2 separate regions of the Mus musculus genome follow, and region 1 is linked to region 2. The links are chromatin contacts, called in public capture Hi-C maps. All regions are on one chromosome and are shown on one strand. The core of a region is the stretch at or near the end of the contact, and the rest is flanking DNA. Distances in the headings are between cores, read along the strand shown.

What was found. Capture Hi-C pulls out chosen DNA fragments and counts their contacts.
Region 1: a contact with region 2 is called in a capture Hi-C map of macrophages, with 10 times the contacts expected there. The contact joins the promoter of Pla2g3 here to the promoter of Osbp2 in region 2. A contact is called at or near these places in 7 of 39 promoter capture datasets (the C10 cell line, the HPC-7 cell line, HPC-7-derived erythroid cells and 5 more), 2 of 15 datasets of contacts at CTCF or cohesin (the NIH/3T3 cell line and pro-B cells), 14 of 484 Hi-C or Micro-C datasets (the 3T3-L1 cell line, the C2C12 cell line, the G1E-ER4 cell line and 7 more), 4 of 115 datasets of contacts at active chromatin or transcription factors (embryonic basal ganglia and embryonic stem cells) and 3 of 9 other capture datasets (adipose tissue, liver and macrophages).

What each region holds. Positions count from the first base shown.
Region 1 is chr11:3,486,283-3,489,546 of GRCm38.p6, reverse strand. It overlaps Pla2g3 (phospholipase A2, group III), which reads right to left and starts at 1,320. Exons shown (of 7, transcript NM_172791.2): 1 at 694-1,320. The coding sequence starts at 1,195.
Region 2 is chr11:3,862,341-3,865,317 of GRCm38.p6, reverse strand. It overlaps Osbp2 (oxysterol binding protein 2), which reads left to right and starts at 1,415. Exons shown (of 14, transcript NM_152818.3): 1 at 1,415-2,085. The coding sequence starts at 1,451.

The sequences.
Region 1 (3,264 bases), core at 71-2,570, 380 kb after region 2:
CACCCACCAGCTTCTGGACTTGTCTTCCTCAGAGCTGACTCACAGAGTTCCCAAGCTCACACCCAAATAAAACTCCAGATAATGAAAGTGTGTGTTATGGAATGATAGTCAGGCCAGGCACAGTCTTTCCTCTGGCACAGCAAGAACATCTTGGGTGGCCAAGATGCCATCCTGCCTGCTCAAGCCTAGTCCTCCAGCAGCATTCCTTGCAGATATACAGCATTCAACCACAGTTCGAGCAATGGCGCCCTTTGTTGTGATGTTTACATGAGCGGAGTTCACAGCAGCCCCCAAAGGGAAGTGGCTCTTTATCTTCTAGATAAGGAACTTGGAGCTTCAAGAAGTGTCAGCTTGAATATGCTGAGCTGTACCCAGGTCTTTGGAGCTCTTGCCACTGAAGAACCTCATGGGTAGAGGTTGTTTAGAGCAGTAGAATCTGGATCCTCCTCAATCTACCTCCTCCCTCGAGTGATTCATGGGTTTGAGTAAGACCTTTCACATCCATGACGTCACTTAAGTGTCTCATGAAGAGCTACTCATATTCATACCCATTTTACAGATTTAAAAAATGAGGTTAAAGTGCCTATGTCACTTCTCCAATAACACAGCCTGGAAGAATGGGAGCCAGGCTGGAGTCCAACACCCCACCCCACATATACATACCATACACCTACCCAAACCCCGGGGGCTCACCCAGTTCTGAGGCATTTTCAGCAGAGTTCCCAACACCGCACCACAGCGTGCCAGGAATGGTCCAGCCTCTCCTCCTTCGACGGTGCTCTCTGTCAGGTGCTCCACTCTGCTCTATTGCTCGCTTCTCCCTGGCTCCTGTAGGACTATCCTGAGACCTTTGACATGCCTCCCACTGGCTCTGCAGAGTGGCCAGTGCTCTCTGCAGCGCAGGTCCAGGGGTTTGGATGAAGGAGTGCTGCAAAGGCTCATGAGCACAGAGGGCCCTGAACGCTGTGATAAGTTCAGATTCATCCTGCCTGATACAAACCTGCAGCCTGTGGTGTGTATCCCAGAAGGCCTGGAATAATGCCAGGCCTTGGGCATCTTTGCCCAAGAAGCTCAGGGAGCCCAGAGGGTTACCAGGGATGGGCTGGACCAAATGGCAGGAGGTACTGTCCCAGTGACGGGTATGGGAGCCCTCTAGGAAAGCCAGCACTCCTAGAAGTACCCCCAGGACCCCCATTCTACTCTAGTCCAGCCTGGTCAGACAAAGCCCCGGGATGCCTGCCTTTGACTGCCCCTGAGGCAGCTGCTGAGGCTCCAGCGGAAGCGATGCCCAGCAGCCCCTGGGTGTCAGGGCCAATGAATGGAGCCTAGGGAGGAGGAGGAAGGCTGGTGTATGGGGTGATATTGGGCTTGTAACCGAATCCACCGGCTGGGCAGGCTGCTGATTGGCTGAGGGATGCATTGCTGAGCCCACGCCTCCACTCATCGTGTCCGCGGAGCTGTCCAGTCACCTGCCCCGGGCTGCCCTGGAAGCATCTGTGGGAGCCAAAGCCTTGGACTATGAGGGTGAGGATGGAGGAGGGAGGTCAAGGGGGAGCTTTATCCCCTTTGGAGCCAGAAGAGAGTTCAGGGACTTAGAGGAGACCTCCAGAACCTGTCCTTGTACTCCTAACCCAGTTGCAACTACCACACCCAAGTCTATGAGATTGGCAAGAGGCCATGGACTTCAGTTAGGGCGGGTGAAAGAGGCCAGGGCACGGCTGGGGCTCTGGAGCCCACCTTGGGAGTTCCCAAATCTTCTGGGAAAAGAAGGTTGATTCTGGTGCTCTTTGCAAGTCCTGGTTCTGAGAAAGGCTGTTGGGATTCTCCAAAGAGAGTGCCACAGGATCCCTGCGACTTCCAGCACAGGTCTGGTCCAACGCCATACTCCTGTCTGATGGTTGGGATACATAACCAGAGTAGGACCTGATAGTAACCTGGAGCAGGACTGGCACTGGGGATTTAAAAGATAAGGTCCCCAAATAAGTATAAAATGGCTCAGGGGGCCAGGTCCTTCTATTCTTGGAGTATGACGCCCAGAAGGAATCATGTGTCCCACCCCCCCCAAGAGGCTTACGTCTCTGTATCATGGAGGGGGCTATACTCAGCACTGTTTCCCATGTCCCCAAGCTGATGTGTTATTTTGCTTCCAACCATCTGGTGAAGCTAGTAGTTATACCCATTATATAGATGAAGAAACTGAGCCCAGCTGGCTGTTATGTGCACACCTTTGATCCCAGCACTTAGAAGGCAGAGGTGGGCAGATCTCGGTGTTTAAGGCAAACCTGGTCTACATAATGAGTTCCAGGACAGCCAAAGCCACAAAAACCCTGTCTCAAAAACAAACACACAAACAACAACAGCAGCAGCAGCAACAACAACAACAGTCAAGATAGGAAGAAACTGAAGCCCCAGAGTGATGTAAAAATAATTCAAACGACACTCAGGTCCCCACAGGGCTGAGAGAGTTTAAAGGCGCAAATTGGGGCTAGCTGGAGCAGTCCCCCTCAGCTGCCATGCTACACTCTGCAGGAAGTCAAGTCCCGTCGAGGCAGAGGCAGAGCCAGTGTAGGAAGGGAGCAGAGAGTCCGCTTCAGCCATGAGGCCTATCTTTGTGGCTTCAGAACTAGCCCTGACCTGGAGGTAATAGCCGAGGATTAATGAAAAGAGAATTATTTAACCCAGGTGCCAAACCCCTCTCCTGAGGTTGAGAAAGATGTGGTGGCAGTGAGAGAAGAGGGTGTGGGCACAAGCCAAGGTTTTAAAAAAAGCACAGTAGTGGTATTCGCTGTTGTCGTAGGACCTGCCATCCAGCTCGGCTCCCTTTTCCACATTCCACAGCCTTCCTTGCCCTTCACTGGGAAGGCTGGATGGACTCACATCAAGAGCCCAGCTTTGGAAAGATCAGACAGACCCAACTGGAACAGTGTGAGCCTGGCCTTAGAAACCTACAGCTCTGGCCCTCAGCTTCCTCTTCTGCATGACCGGGACGTTCCTGATCCCTGTTGTTACTCACAGGCATTAGGTAAGACTCTTACCATAAGCATAGCGTCCGTCCGCTGTGAAAACACTCACTAACACCCCAGGGTAGCAGGAAGCAGCCTAACTAGGAGAAAGCAAACCCTAAGGTTTGGGGGCCTCTGAATCTATATCTACCCAGTTTGGGACAGGGACTGTGGGAGGGACTGTGGCCAGGGCGCTGCCTCACTAGGGAACTTTGTCCTCTTCAGGTCTTTGTTTTTCTCCTCTGTAGAGGCAGGTTCTGAG
Region 2 (2,977 bases), core at 166-2,665:
AATGGCTCACGTCTGTAATCCCAGAACTCTGGTTCTAAGAAACAAACATTTCCAGATGGAGACCAGCCTGGACTACATATAAAGACTCTGTTTCAACACACTTTATTTTAAAAGATTTATTTATTTTATCTTATGTTTATGAGTATACTGTAGCTATACAGATGATTGTGAGCCTTCATGTGGTTTCTGTTCTGGGAATTGAATTCAGGACCTCTGTTCACTCAGGCACAAAGATTTATTTATTGTTATATGTAAGTACACTCTAGCTGTCTTCAGACACACCAGAGGAGGGCATCAGATCTCACTACAGATGGTTGTGAGCCACCATATGGTTGCTGGGAATTGAACTCAGGACCTTTGGAAGAGCAGTCAGTGCTCTTACCCACTGAGCCATCTCACCTCCTTCCCCCCCCCCCCCACTTTAAAAATGAAAATAAATTTCCCTTGTTTCTAGAAGCTTTGGTTTCTCTAGGATAAAGGGCATTCCTTGTGGTGGGGTGTGGGGCAGCTGTTCTGTGTCCTGCCCTCCTCTTGACAAAACACTGAGCTATTAGCTATTTGCCAGACAAGCTGTTCTCCCTGGTTTGGGTCTTTGTACACAGCGGTTTCTCCTTGAAGGTCTTTCTTGTTTCTCTAACTCTGTAGACCTTGTCTCTTCTGTGACTCTTGCCCAAATTTGGTAGAACTAATGACAGGCCTGTCATCTTAGGTAGCTTGGCAATTTGTTTCAGGAGTCGAAACATCTCGTTAAGAATTTATTAGTTAGCTTCCTTCCCTGAGGGCTGCACACACATCTGACACGTGCATGCACAGTGGCTGCTTCCCAAGCTTGTCAACCTTGCTCTCATCTCCTGCTCTGGTCGCTGACAAAATGTACCACAGAACTCTCTAGTTAATAACTCAATGATGCTCTCGGAGCATCTACTCTGCCAAATGTGCCTCATATGCACCATCTTATTACAGCCTTTGAAGGAGGTATTATCTTCATTGTATAGATGAGCCAACAGAAGTTTGTGGAGTGGCTACAGTTCCCACAACTAGGGAGAGGGCCTAGGCTGGATTTCCTCAGGTCGGACTCCCAGGGTTTGAGATTTGCTGTCCACGACCCACCCATTGCTCAGAGTTGCGTGGCGAGCGCACCGCGTGGCTTTCATTCACCATTGTTCTCCCAGCGCCTGGCACAGGAGGGACAGCAGCCTGAAGCGTGAAGTGCCTTCCACGTCGTCTGCCTAACTCTTGGCCCACGGGGTTCCTTCCACCTTAGCCAGAGCGGCGGAGGGACCCACGCGCACCCGATCTCTGTCGCTCACGTGAGGGCTCCACCCATCCCGTCCACTCCTCCACCAACCCCGCCCGGCTCCGCCCCGCCACTCCCTCCGAACAGGCCCCACCCACTCCCGCCCCGCCCCGCCCCCACTCCGCGCTCCGCCGAGCTCGGGTCCACAGCTCTATGGGGAAAGCGGCCGCTCTGAGCCGAGGCGGCGGCTGCGCTGGCCGCTCCCGCGGGCTCTCGTCGCTGTTCACGGTTGTGCCCTGCTTGTCCTGCCACACGGCGGCGCCGGGCATGAACTCATCCGCGTTCGGCTCAGGACCAGCGTCAAAGCCTCAGCTCCAGCCTGTGCAGGCACCAGAGCGGGAGTTGCTGTCGAAACAGGTGTGCCAGCCAATTTCTGAGCCGGCGTCGAGATCCGAACCTGGGTCCCAGACGACGTCTGTGCCAAGGCCTTCAGGGGTTGGGCAGGAATCGGAACTACAGGGCTTGTGGCCGGGGTCAGAGAACGGCACAAGGTCTGTGTCCATCATCAAAGCTTCGCCAGAGCTGGCAATGCCGTCCCCGCTGCAGTCAACAGTAGGGAGTTTGCCCGTCACCAAACCCGAGTCCAAGCTGGTGCCAAAGACCCAGTCTTTTCTGCGACAAGGACAGGCGAAGATTTCTGTCGGGACTCCGGTGTCAGGGATTGGTGTCCAAATGGTCTCACCACCTCTGGACAGCTACAAGGGTTGGCTCCTCAAGTGGACTAACTACCTGAAGGGCTACCAGCGCCGTTGGTTCGTGCTCGGCAATGGCCTGCTGTCCTACTACAGGTACGGAAGTACCGAGGTAGGACATCTGTGGTTGGAGGGTGGTGGTGGCCGGCCTCGACTGTGGGGTGGGTGTCACCATAACCCTTCTGAGATGTTTGCATGAACTTCTGTAGAAGTAATGCCTGTCAACTGCCAAGGGAAGACGTGACCTGTGGACATGGCCTCTGGCAAGCTTGAGTTTAAAAGGATGAGTGGGGAGATGGGTGGAGTAGGTCTTTTGTTCCCCTCCTGTTTTTGGTGGTCATGGAACCAGGGGCTGCGTCTGGTTCACTGTGTTCATGGAGGGAGGCAGCTAGTGAACCCCTCTCTTGGGAAGGACTGTGGGTCCCACCTCCCGTGGTTACTTCATTTGTTTCCTACCTTTGCTGACACCTGCTGGTGGCCAGGCCTTGGGCTGGGACTCGCTGACCCACAGATAGAGCAGACATAGTGTGTACCCCCTGGGACCCCAAGTTGACATTTTGCAGCAGATAATGCTTTCCTGTTCCCTTGCTTATTCCAGAAGTAGCTTGGGTTTCGGAGCTGCAGTAGAGACAGAGCTGGCACGACCTCCTGCTAAAGCTGGACTTCCTTCCCTTTCTCACTAGCTGTTTCCTGGGATTGCAAGCTTTGAGATCTCAGGCCGCTCTAGATGAGAGCTTCTCAAACTAAGTGGGGTTGCTGCAGCAGTGTCTAGGTCTCCCGCTGAATCCCTCCTGAGATAGGCCTGAGGAAAGCACCCGAGGGATGGCTTTTCTAAAAGTTTCCGTGTGAGGACTGTGAGGCTGGTTCAGAGTCAACTCTTCAAGAAGGCCTTCTTCACTGTTAGACAGATTTTCCCACCATGTTGTTGGCCAAAGCTTGGGTTTCCTCCGCTAATAGTACTTCAGGTTCTGCTGAGCCCTTTGGAGAC